Linked DNA regions of Mus musculus: region 2 is linked to region 1. Evidence: chromatin contacts called from public Hi-C data. All regions are on one chromosome and are shown on one strand. The core of a region is the stretch at or near the end of the contact, and the rest is flanking DNA. Distances in the headings are between cores, read along the strand shown. Region 1 has its middle 13 kb from the start of C530043A13Rik. Region 2 has its middle 65 kb from the start of C530043A13Rik.

Region 1 (4,664 bases), core at 1,025-3,524:
GAATGAGTTAGAATGGATAAAGGACAAAGGAATCGGCACCTCAGAAAGTCTCTCTAATGAAAGCAGGGCACTGTAGATTCTGCCCACGTGTTGCAGCATTTTAGTCGGGTAGATGTTCTTTTTAATGAACCTAATTATCTTGAGAATCAGCTGTGTTTTAGATTATAGTAAAAAAGTTATCCCCTTTAAAAGGGGTAGCTGATTTGTCTACAGCATGTATTTCCCTCTAGCATCTATTTCATAGTGCACCTACTATGTGTATGAAGCTGGGACTTCAAGGTGGGTCTTTTACATTCTTTCAGAAATGTAATGCTTATATAGAATCATAGAACACACACACACATACACACACAAATGTTGTCTTACCATTTTCTTAATCTTTGTTCAAAATCTCTATCATTTCCTTCTGTTTTGGACTTTGACTTAAATTTACTGTTATATTTTTCATTTCTTCTTTTAGCTTTTGCTTATAAATGTTATGCATGTGCATGTGAGTGTGTGTGTGTGTGTGTGTGTGTGTGTGTATGCAGATGAGCCCATATATGCGCATACAAAGTCAAAGGAAGATGTCTGGTGTCTTACTCTGTCACTCTCCACCATATTCCTTGGAGACAGAGTCTCTCACTGAACAGGAAGTTCCCCATGTCAGCTCGGCAGGCTGGCTAGTGTGCTCCTGGTGTCTTCCTATCTCTGCCCCCTGACAAAGGGGTTATAGGCACGTGTGGTCATAGCCTCCTTTCTTATGTAGTTCCAGGGAATTCAAAGGCAGTCCTGTGCCTGTGCTCCCTCCCAGGAAGACATCTCTCAGCTCTGTTCAAGTTGCTCAAAGATGGAGCTAGCATAATTGCCTTGAAACCAGTACCCTATTTTTCTAACATAGGCACTGGGTGCCACATAATTTCCCAAGAGTTAATTTAACAAAGCACAGAGCACAGTATTCTAAAGGATGAAATACTTGTAATCACAATAACAATTTAATCGGGATAGAATCCCCAGGCCAGGAGGCCTTCCTCAGAGACCATTCACTACAGCTGTGGGGATGCTCTGACTCCTGTGATGCTTCTCCTGTCCTTCTGGAAGCAGTAAGTTCAGAAGATAGACGTCAGAACAAAGGAATCTCCAGGGTCATACAGCAATTCTTTACTTATCTGTCATTTGTATCTAGAGTTCTTTCGGTTTTCCTTTCCCCTTTTGTGATTTTTCTCTGATAATCTGACGATCAAGATTTTGATAATTCAAGTATTACTATTATGTAAATATACAGGAGACTGGAGATAAAGGGGATGTCTTTCGGTGAGGTGAGCACCCCCCCTCACTGCCCCCCAGGAAAACCGACATGGAGAGGACATTGCAGTGAGCACCGAAAGCAGGGAAAGGAACCAGCCAGACAAGGAGCAGATACCCGCAGGGTTTCAGAACAGCAAGTGCAAAGACCCTGAGATAGGAACACAGGGATATAATCTATAAAGGAGAAACACAAAGGAAATTTGTTCTGACTTCTATCTTCTGGTCCTACTGCTTCCAGAAGGACAGGAAAACCACAGTCAAGGGAGTCAGGGCATCTCCACAACTGTCCTGAACATTCTCTGAGGACCGCCCCTGGCCTGGGGATTTTATCCTGTTTAATTTGTGACAGTGTTTCATCCTTAGAACACGGTGCTCTGTGCTTTGTTAAATTATCACTTTTGTGTGCTGCTGGGAATTGAACCCAGGGCCTTCACACATGCAGGCTACCACTGAGCTCCAAACTTAACCCAAATTAAATTCTTTATCCCCTGAAAGTTTGCCACGAGAAACCACTGGATTGCCTTTCTCCTTGGGTTTTATTTTATTTTATTTTATTTTATTTTTAATACTCCAAAGAAACTTCCCAGATTGACCGCAAATAACTGATTCATATCGAATCCATTTCTTTGCTTTGCTGTTGCCTCCTTGAATGGGTTTCTTTGATTCGTGGTGACAAGATTAAACTGATAAATCATGGACACAATCTGGTGCCATCCGTTTTCAACTTTATTCTTTTTTCGACGCCAAGGGTCTGTGATGGAAAAAGTTCCTCAGAAGGCCACAGCTGGCTCGCTCCTGCTCAGCAGCGAGTTAATAAAACATCTGTTGAAGAGCCTCCCTTTCCCTCTTCTCCCCAAGCTGCCTGGCTGAGGACCCGTTCTCTTTATCTCTGAAATCTTTTCCTGGATCTCTTTTCCCCCTTGGCTCTACAGACCTTTCATCGCCTCCCTCCACATGGAGTGATTCACAGCATTTGTGTTTCTCTTGAGTCAGCCTTGGGAAAGTCTAGAACAGGCCCTGTCTTTTCACCAGCAGTGGAGACCGGCTTCTGGGCTGTAGACTCTCACTTCATCTTCCGGGACAACATGGCTTCTTATGGGAGAGAACTTTTTCGTGGCCCTCAGTGCCAACCAAGGAGGTGGCTGGGTAGGATCACTCAGATCAATACTGCATGAAAGAAACAAAGTCTATCCTATGTGTGAGATATTAAAGGCAGAACCATGCAGTCCTGTACTGTTTTTTGGAGGAAAGTCCTTGGCAAAGTTTTTCTGATTGGTTCTGTTTCTCAGTTGTTCCAGTCAGGAACCCCATCCAGATGAAGAAGGGACAAGCAGACTCTTCTCTACCGTGATGTGTCAGCCAATGAAGGAGCAGAATCCATCCATCGTGTCTTTTACTGCTCCCTGGAGCAGGGGGAAGAACTAACTCACTTTCACTGAGCCACATTTAATAGTGGGTGGAGTGACAGTGTTTAACGCTATGCACAGTTCGCACATGGTCCTGTTTCTGAGCTCCTTGGCTCTGACTTCTCTCTGGGGAATTGCAGGCTCATAGTCTTGTGTCTTTGCCTCACAGTCAACTCTGTATGGTAAGCCCCTTTGAGTCATATCTCTTGGCTTGGAAGCCATGGATGGAGGATGGCCATCTTTGTGTCTTCCAGTTGGGTCAGAATGCACCGCCAATCTCTGTTTCCTTGTATCTTCACTGCAGGGAGCTAAGCAGATGAATGCTCAAAGAATGTAGGCTTAAGATGAAGATCTGAGTAGGTGAAGCAGGAACCTTATAGATCTGCTGAACTATATTTCCAGAACTCCAGGGAGTCTTTTGCTTACACCTATTTTCACTTCTGGTATTCATGCCTGAGAAACTTAGATGTGTCAGATCCAAGCACCCAAGGAAGTGAAGATCCAGAAAGATCCAGCTGCCTCGCCTTGTGTCACAGACACGTGGTTAAGCCCACCAACTTCACATCTGTCCCTGAGTTATTTGAACTGTGGCATTATATATCAATGGCATCTTTTCTGCTTAAGGCTGGCAGAGAAGATAACACAATGAAGGTATTAAAATCATGGCTACATCTTTGTGCTTAAGAAGCACTTTGTGATACTTAATCTTGACTGACAACTTGTTGGAATTTAGAACCACAATAGGAACAAGTCCCTGGGCCTGTGAGAGAGCGAGGGATTATTTAGATTAGGTTATTGAGGTGGGAAGATGCAAGGTACTTACCATTCTATGGACTAGGATCCTACACTAAATAGAAGAATTCCACCTGAGGGTAAGCCTTCTCATTTATGATAATGAATGCAGTACTGGCAACCACCAACCTTAGGCTCCTGCTGCCTTGACTTCCCCATCATGATGGGCTAGATCCAGGGACTTTGAGCCAAAATCAACCTTTCCTTTATTAATTTGCTTCTGTTGAGTATTTTGACCCAGCAACAAAACAAGTATCAAACACGTGTTCTTTTGCTGTTACTTGGAATTACCCATTCCGAAGTCTTAGACGATAGTCCCAGGAATGAATTCATTCCCATCCAGGAGGGACTAATTGAGCCATCAGCTACACATCCTTTCATCTAGATGACCTGATTCCTTTCTCCATCCCTGTTTATCACCCTTGGCACAAAGGCTGCAGATGGAAGGGTGATTCTAGTTTGCTCTGAGGAAAGTCCCACGTGTGTTTTGTTTCCTGCCACACTATGACAAAGACCTCACTTCATGTCTTTGTGACCAAATCTCTGTAAATTGCAAGATCAGAATGTATTGAGCTAGGGGTACTCAGAGTCCTTGTGTCGTTTGGGATGTGGCCAGGGCAACTATGGGGTCTGAATGTTTTCATTTTACTCCTGCCTTAATGCCCTGCCTATTTCTCCCATTTCAAAATGTCGCGAAGTAGGCTGGTGTCATTTGTTTTCATAAATTAATGTCGATTGCAATTTATGGCCAGATGGGGCACGAAAAACAGGAGCCTTGTGAGTCTCTTGGAAAGTCCACAGAAAAGCAGTGGGCATCGCTCTGGTGAACTTATGCACTTCAGAACTTCACACTGGGCAGAGTAAATACTTATGAAAAATCTTGTTTTAAAACACTTGAGCACAAAGGACCCCTTCTTAGGACTATTTTTGCCACTGTTTCTAATTTCTGTAGCAACTAGAAAAAATGTAAATACAGTGAATTCTTCCTACTGGGAAACTGTGTGTTGGGGTGTAACTTCATTCAGTTTGGAATTCTTAAGAGAAACTCCACAGCAGTGTATATAGTGGGGTGTGCATTGGATCATAAAGGATAAAGGCCCTGACCTTGTATGTACGTCTCTAGTTATTTCTTTATGGGTCAGTGAAGAGAAATGGATCAGTAAGAGGGGAAAAGACAAA
Region 2 (4,664 bases), core at 601-3,100, 79 kb before region 1:
GAGGTGTGGCCTTGTTGGAGTAGGTGTGGCACTCTAGGCATGAGCTTAAGACCCTCATCCTAGCTGCCTGGAAGCAAGCCTTTCACCAGCAGCCTTCAGATGAAGATGTAGAATGTCAGCCCTGCCTGCACCATGCCTGCCTAGATGCTGACATACTCCCACCTTGGTGACAATAGACTGAACCTCTGAACCTGTAAGCCAGCCTCAAGTAAATGTTGTCCTTTATAAGAGTTGTCTTGGTCATGGTGTCTGTTCACAGCAGTAAAACCCTAACTATGACATGTGTATATTCTGGTTATTAATCTTTGCATCATTGTATGTTTTCAATATTTTTTGCTAGATTATTTCTTCTCATTTTTATTTTAGTATTTTTGTTCTATATATTTGATATTTATTTTGATATAGATAATTTTACCAATCTTTTTAAAAGACTTTTTAAATTAGATATTTTCTTCATTTACATTTCAAATGCTATCCTGAAAGTCCTCTATATCCTCCCCCATCCTGCTCTCCAACCTAACCCTTCCCACTTCCTGGCCCTGGCATTCCCCTGTACTGGGGCATATAATCTACTCAAGACCAAGAGCTTCTCCTCCCAACGATGGACAACTAGGCCATCTTCTGCTACATATGCAGCTAGAGACACGAGCTCTGGGGGTAGTGGTTAGTTCATATTGTTGTTCCTCCTATAGGGTTGCAAGACTTTATTTTTTTTAATTTCATTTTTGTTGTACATTTTGAAGCCCTTTAAACATCAAAACTTTAAAAAATATGCCATGATTCTTGAAAAGGATTGCTTTACATGGACAGCTTTCATACCCACTCAGTTTGCTAACATTAAATACAAGTTTGCAAAGGGGTAGGGCACAGATGTAATAAGAATGTTTTTTAATATTAATAAATAATTACCTTAGCATATATTCTCTGCCCCATACATTTTCTAATATAGTTAGAAATTTCTTCACCATCAGAGAAAAGAAACACTCTATGTTAGAAGACTTTCTGGCATTCAAACAAAAATGGGTGCATAATAAATATACCACTGTGTGCTTTCAGACCTATGGGTTCTAGGTTGATAATTCTCAAAGGGTTGTTCTGTTCTTGTCAGGACCAAGTGGCACTTGTGTCAACTGCTGGCGCCACATCCTTTCCAGCCTGTGGCAGCCTGCTCTGGCCTCAGAGATCAAGTATTCAGTGTTGTAAGTGTTACCCTCAGGTTCACCTTATGGCTTGCTCCTAGCTTGGCAAGTCGTGATTATCACAGAATTGGTACTTTTCCTGCCAGTCAATCATTTTTTAGAGACTCAAAGAATTAAATCATTTCTGTATACTAATACCAATGAACTTTAACCATTTCTTGAGAAATAAACTTGCCTTTTTTAAAAAACAAAAAAACAACAAAATGACCTTTGATTTGAATTGCCTCTTATAATCATCCATTTTGCAAACTTTGTGTTTTATTTTCTTGATAGGCAAAATTCTCTCTCCTATATTCCCTTCATATTTCCTGTGAGTCCCTTCTTCATGTTCTCTGGGCTTCCCTCCATAGCTATAAACAGGTATGCCACCCTTATTCACCTTGTTCTAGAGGAAAAGCATTGAAACCAGTCCAGAAACAAACTACACGCATCCAGGCACACATGCGTTCCCTTCTTGCCATAAAAAAAAAAAAAAAATGATTCTGGGTCTTAAAAACCTTGGCCTGGAAACTTTCCTGGGTCCTGGATCAGTCAATTATCTTCCCCAATTATCTTCCTTCACATCTCATAGCAGACAGTTCTATAAATATCCTGCTGAGCTGACCCAGGGACGACCAGGAACTGTGAGACCATGGCAATCAATCGTAGGCTTTGGCTTTTCTGACGTCTCCTCCCTGCTTTGTGTTATTTTCTTCTCCAGCGTCCCCCGGTCAGCACAGAGAGGACTGAAGAAGTGTTCCTCCTAGGTCAGGAGGCATGCTGAGGGTGCGCTGGTCATTTCAGGCCACTTTCCGATTCAAAACCAGGGATTTCAACTATGCCTGCCAAGAGCACCTAGTCATTTAGGGTCAATCGCATCAGCTGCCCTGCTCTGCTCCATGGTAAATGGGGAGTTAATTGTTTTCCTTCCAATCTGAAGAGCCCTCAAGTCTGTTCATGGCTGCCAGAAGGAGGATCATTCTGGTTCCAGGTCTTGCAAGTTCTCTAGAGATATCAGCCATATGCGATTTTTAAAAGAAGAAACTGTTTCGATATTTAGGTATTAGCAACTAATAAAAAAAAAACAAAACAAAACAAAAAACACTGAGAACTAAACTTTCTATGGCCCTGGTAAAATATGTCTCAATCTCCGGGTCACTAGCGGTGACCTCCAGACGAAATGGTATTTAGAACCTCTTCCAGGACTGAAATGTTACACTTTAATTACCCAAATGTTCTGGATTGAGGAAAGAACTTGTGTTTGAAAATGAGGAAGATTTTCCTGGCTTTCGGCTCTTATATTTTGAAACAGGTGACCAAGGAGAATTGCAAAATACCCTCCAAGTAACCTTGAAGAATAAGGCACCTCATTGAGTCTGGGATTTGTTATAAACAGTTTCCAGGCGGGAGATGGGAGATATGTTCCCTTGCTATTCTTTTCAGTTGGGGCATCATGAAAATGGTCTTTTATGAGTTTCATTTCTGATGTCCTCAGAGCCTTCTTGGGGAAGAAGGGGGTGGTAGTTTGGTTTCTAATTCCCAGGACCTTCCCAACTCGGTTCCTGGAATCATCCTGGGGGACTCTATAAACTGAGATTTAAAGTTCCAGCTTGAAGCCGCCTCTCTAAGGTTTAGATTGGGTTTCATAACTTGGAACTGAAGTCAGGGCAGCAGTTGGAGTGTGGGTGAAAATGTCTACAGCTCTGCTTGTCAGCACGCTAATGCAAACCAGAGAGGCAGTAAATACAGAAGATGAGCAACGGACGGCGGCAGGGAATGGAGACTTTCACCCTCACTTGATTTTCATAAAGAGTCTCCCCTTAAGAAAATTTTCTGGGATAAATGACCCAGATCCATTTTGCTTGTGGATTAAAAACACCTAGGAAACCCACAAACATCTTTTATATGCAATGTGTGCTCAAGGCCGGAGTCGACAGTTCAACAGGCAGAGAGAATGCAGTTTAGTTACTGAGTGTATCAGGATAAATACTAGGTCTCTTATTGCAAAGTAACCATAGTAAAGTAAACACATCACCACCCCTAGAAAGAGACAGAACATAAAGGCCAGAGTGCCAGACAGAAATGTATTTGCTTATTAATCAGAACTAGTCCAACAGTCACTCTCATGCATATTAATGGGCGAGAACAGGTATGGAGCCTCAGGAAAGCCAAGCTAGAAAATGTACTTTTGTGTTTGAATAAATAACTTGGGTCACATTGTGAGCAATGAACACAAACGTTTCTGCAGGTTAGATGGGGAAAACAGAACTGTCTGAGACTGCATAAATCTCCATTGCCATTACAAATAAACAAAACAGCAACCTTGCTTGGATGGTTGAGGTTAGAAAGATTTAGTTATGTCCCATCTATGGAGGCCATCTGTTTATGCTGCCTCTCCACCATCCCTTATCCCTTCTGTAACAGCATCTTGAGTTTCCCTTGGGATACCAGTCCTATGGCATTGTATATAGTTTCAATGGGCCTCTCAGCTAACTGGCAGCATTGCCAAAGGCTGGGTCTAATTAAGAGACAATGATTTTCTCTCAAAGGAATTTGGATCTTGAGGGAAGCTCCACAAGGGAAAGAAGCCATCCTGTTACAGACCATCGGTGAGTCTCCCACTGTCCTTCTGGGTCTTGTCTTTTTCTCAAGTCTCAAAGTATATCCTTTCCTGTGACATGCAGAGCTATCCTAATGCCTTCTAATGACCTCTGCTACATGAGAGTTAGCCAGTGGCTTCCACAGAGCTTACTCTCAATGACAATTAGTCTGGGGGGTAGCAATAGGACGCCTGGGAATGAAAGGAAGTTCTTCACTAGAGTCTCTCTTGTCACTTGCAACATAAGAAACCTAAGATTACATTCCAAACATCTTCATGGTGATGTCGCCAGCTGAAACCTGATGGTGAGAAGACATGCTGACACTCTATACAAAAATTTCTCAAATCCATAAATGTGTTTGGTGAAGTTACTATATAAAATTCAATGTATAAAAATTGATTTACTTCTATCTACAGACATAAGTAGTTAAAAACTAAATTCAAAATACATATTTTATATATATCAGAAATATCAGATAATTTGCTTATATTCTATCAATGAAGTCATATATAAATATATAATATATAAAAACATCCTATATATACACGATCTCTGCAATTATAGGTATATAATTATCTAAAATAACAGTGAAATAAAGAAGATCCAAATGAGTTGAGAGTTGCCATAAGTTATTAAGTAACTATATCAGTTACTCTACGTTATTAAACTTAGGGTGGCAAGTATGAAAATGAGCCTAGAAAGACAGGACAGACTACACATAAGTTTCTCTTGAAAGACCTTGAATACTGCTACCTTACTGCCTCTGTGGCCCATTTAAGCATACCTGTAGCTAGGTCTAGACCCCTTCCAATCTCCTAGAACCAGTGTTTATACATTACAGACCTTGATCTGGCTCTGCCATTTTCTGAAGGCATACTAGTACTGT

The links. A called contact is a pair of places that touch in the nucleus more often than the background predicts.
Region 2: a Hi-C map of uterus shows a contact between it and region 1, with 1.8 times the contacts expected there. The contact joins two enhancer-like sites. A contact is called at or near these places in 1 of 39 promoter capture datasets (cancer-associated fibroblasts), 5 of 484 Hi-C or Micro-C datasets (cerebral cortex, nephron progenitors and uterus) and 2 of 115 datasets of contacts at active chromatin or transcription factors (embryonic stem cells and extraembryonic endoderm stem cells).

The regions. Positions count from the first base shown.
Region 1 is chr1:73,514,136-73,518,799 of GRCm38.p6, reverse strand. No RefSeq gene overlaps it. Among named protein-coding and RNA genes, the nearest start is that of C530043A13Rik, 13 kb to the left of the region's middle. Within about 2 kb of position 2,274, at least 19 of the 459 cell types and tissues checked have an H3K27ac peak or open chromatin away from gene starts, as enhancers often do. A contact at or near this core is called in uterus, where this site is marked.
Region 2 is chr1:73,592,382-73,597,045 of GRCm38.p6, reverse strand. No RefSeq gene overlaps it. Among named protein-coding and RNA genes, the nearest start is that of C530043A13Rik, 65 kb to the right of the region's middle. Within about 2 kb of position 1,850, at least 7 of the 459 cell types and tissues checked have an H3K27ac peak or open chromatin away from gene starts, as enhancers often do. A contact at or near this core is called in uterus, where this site is marked.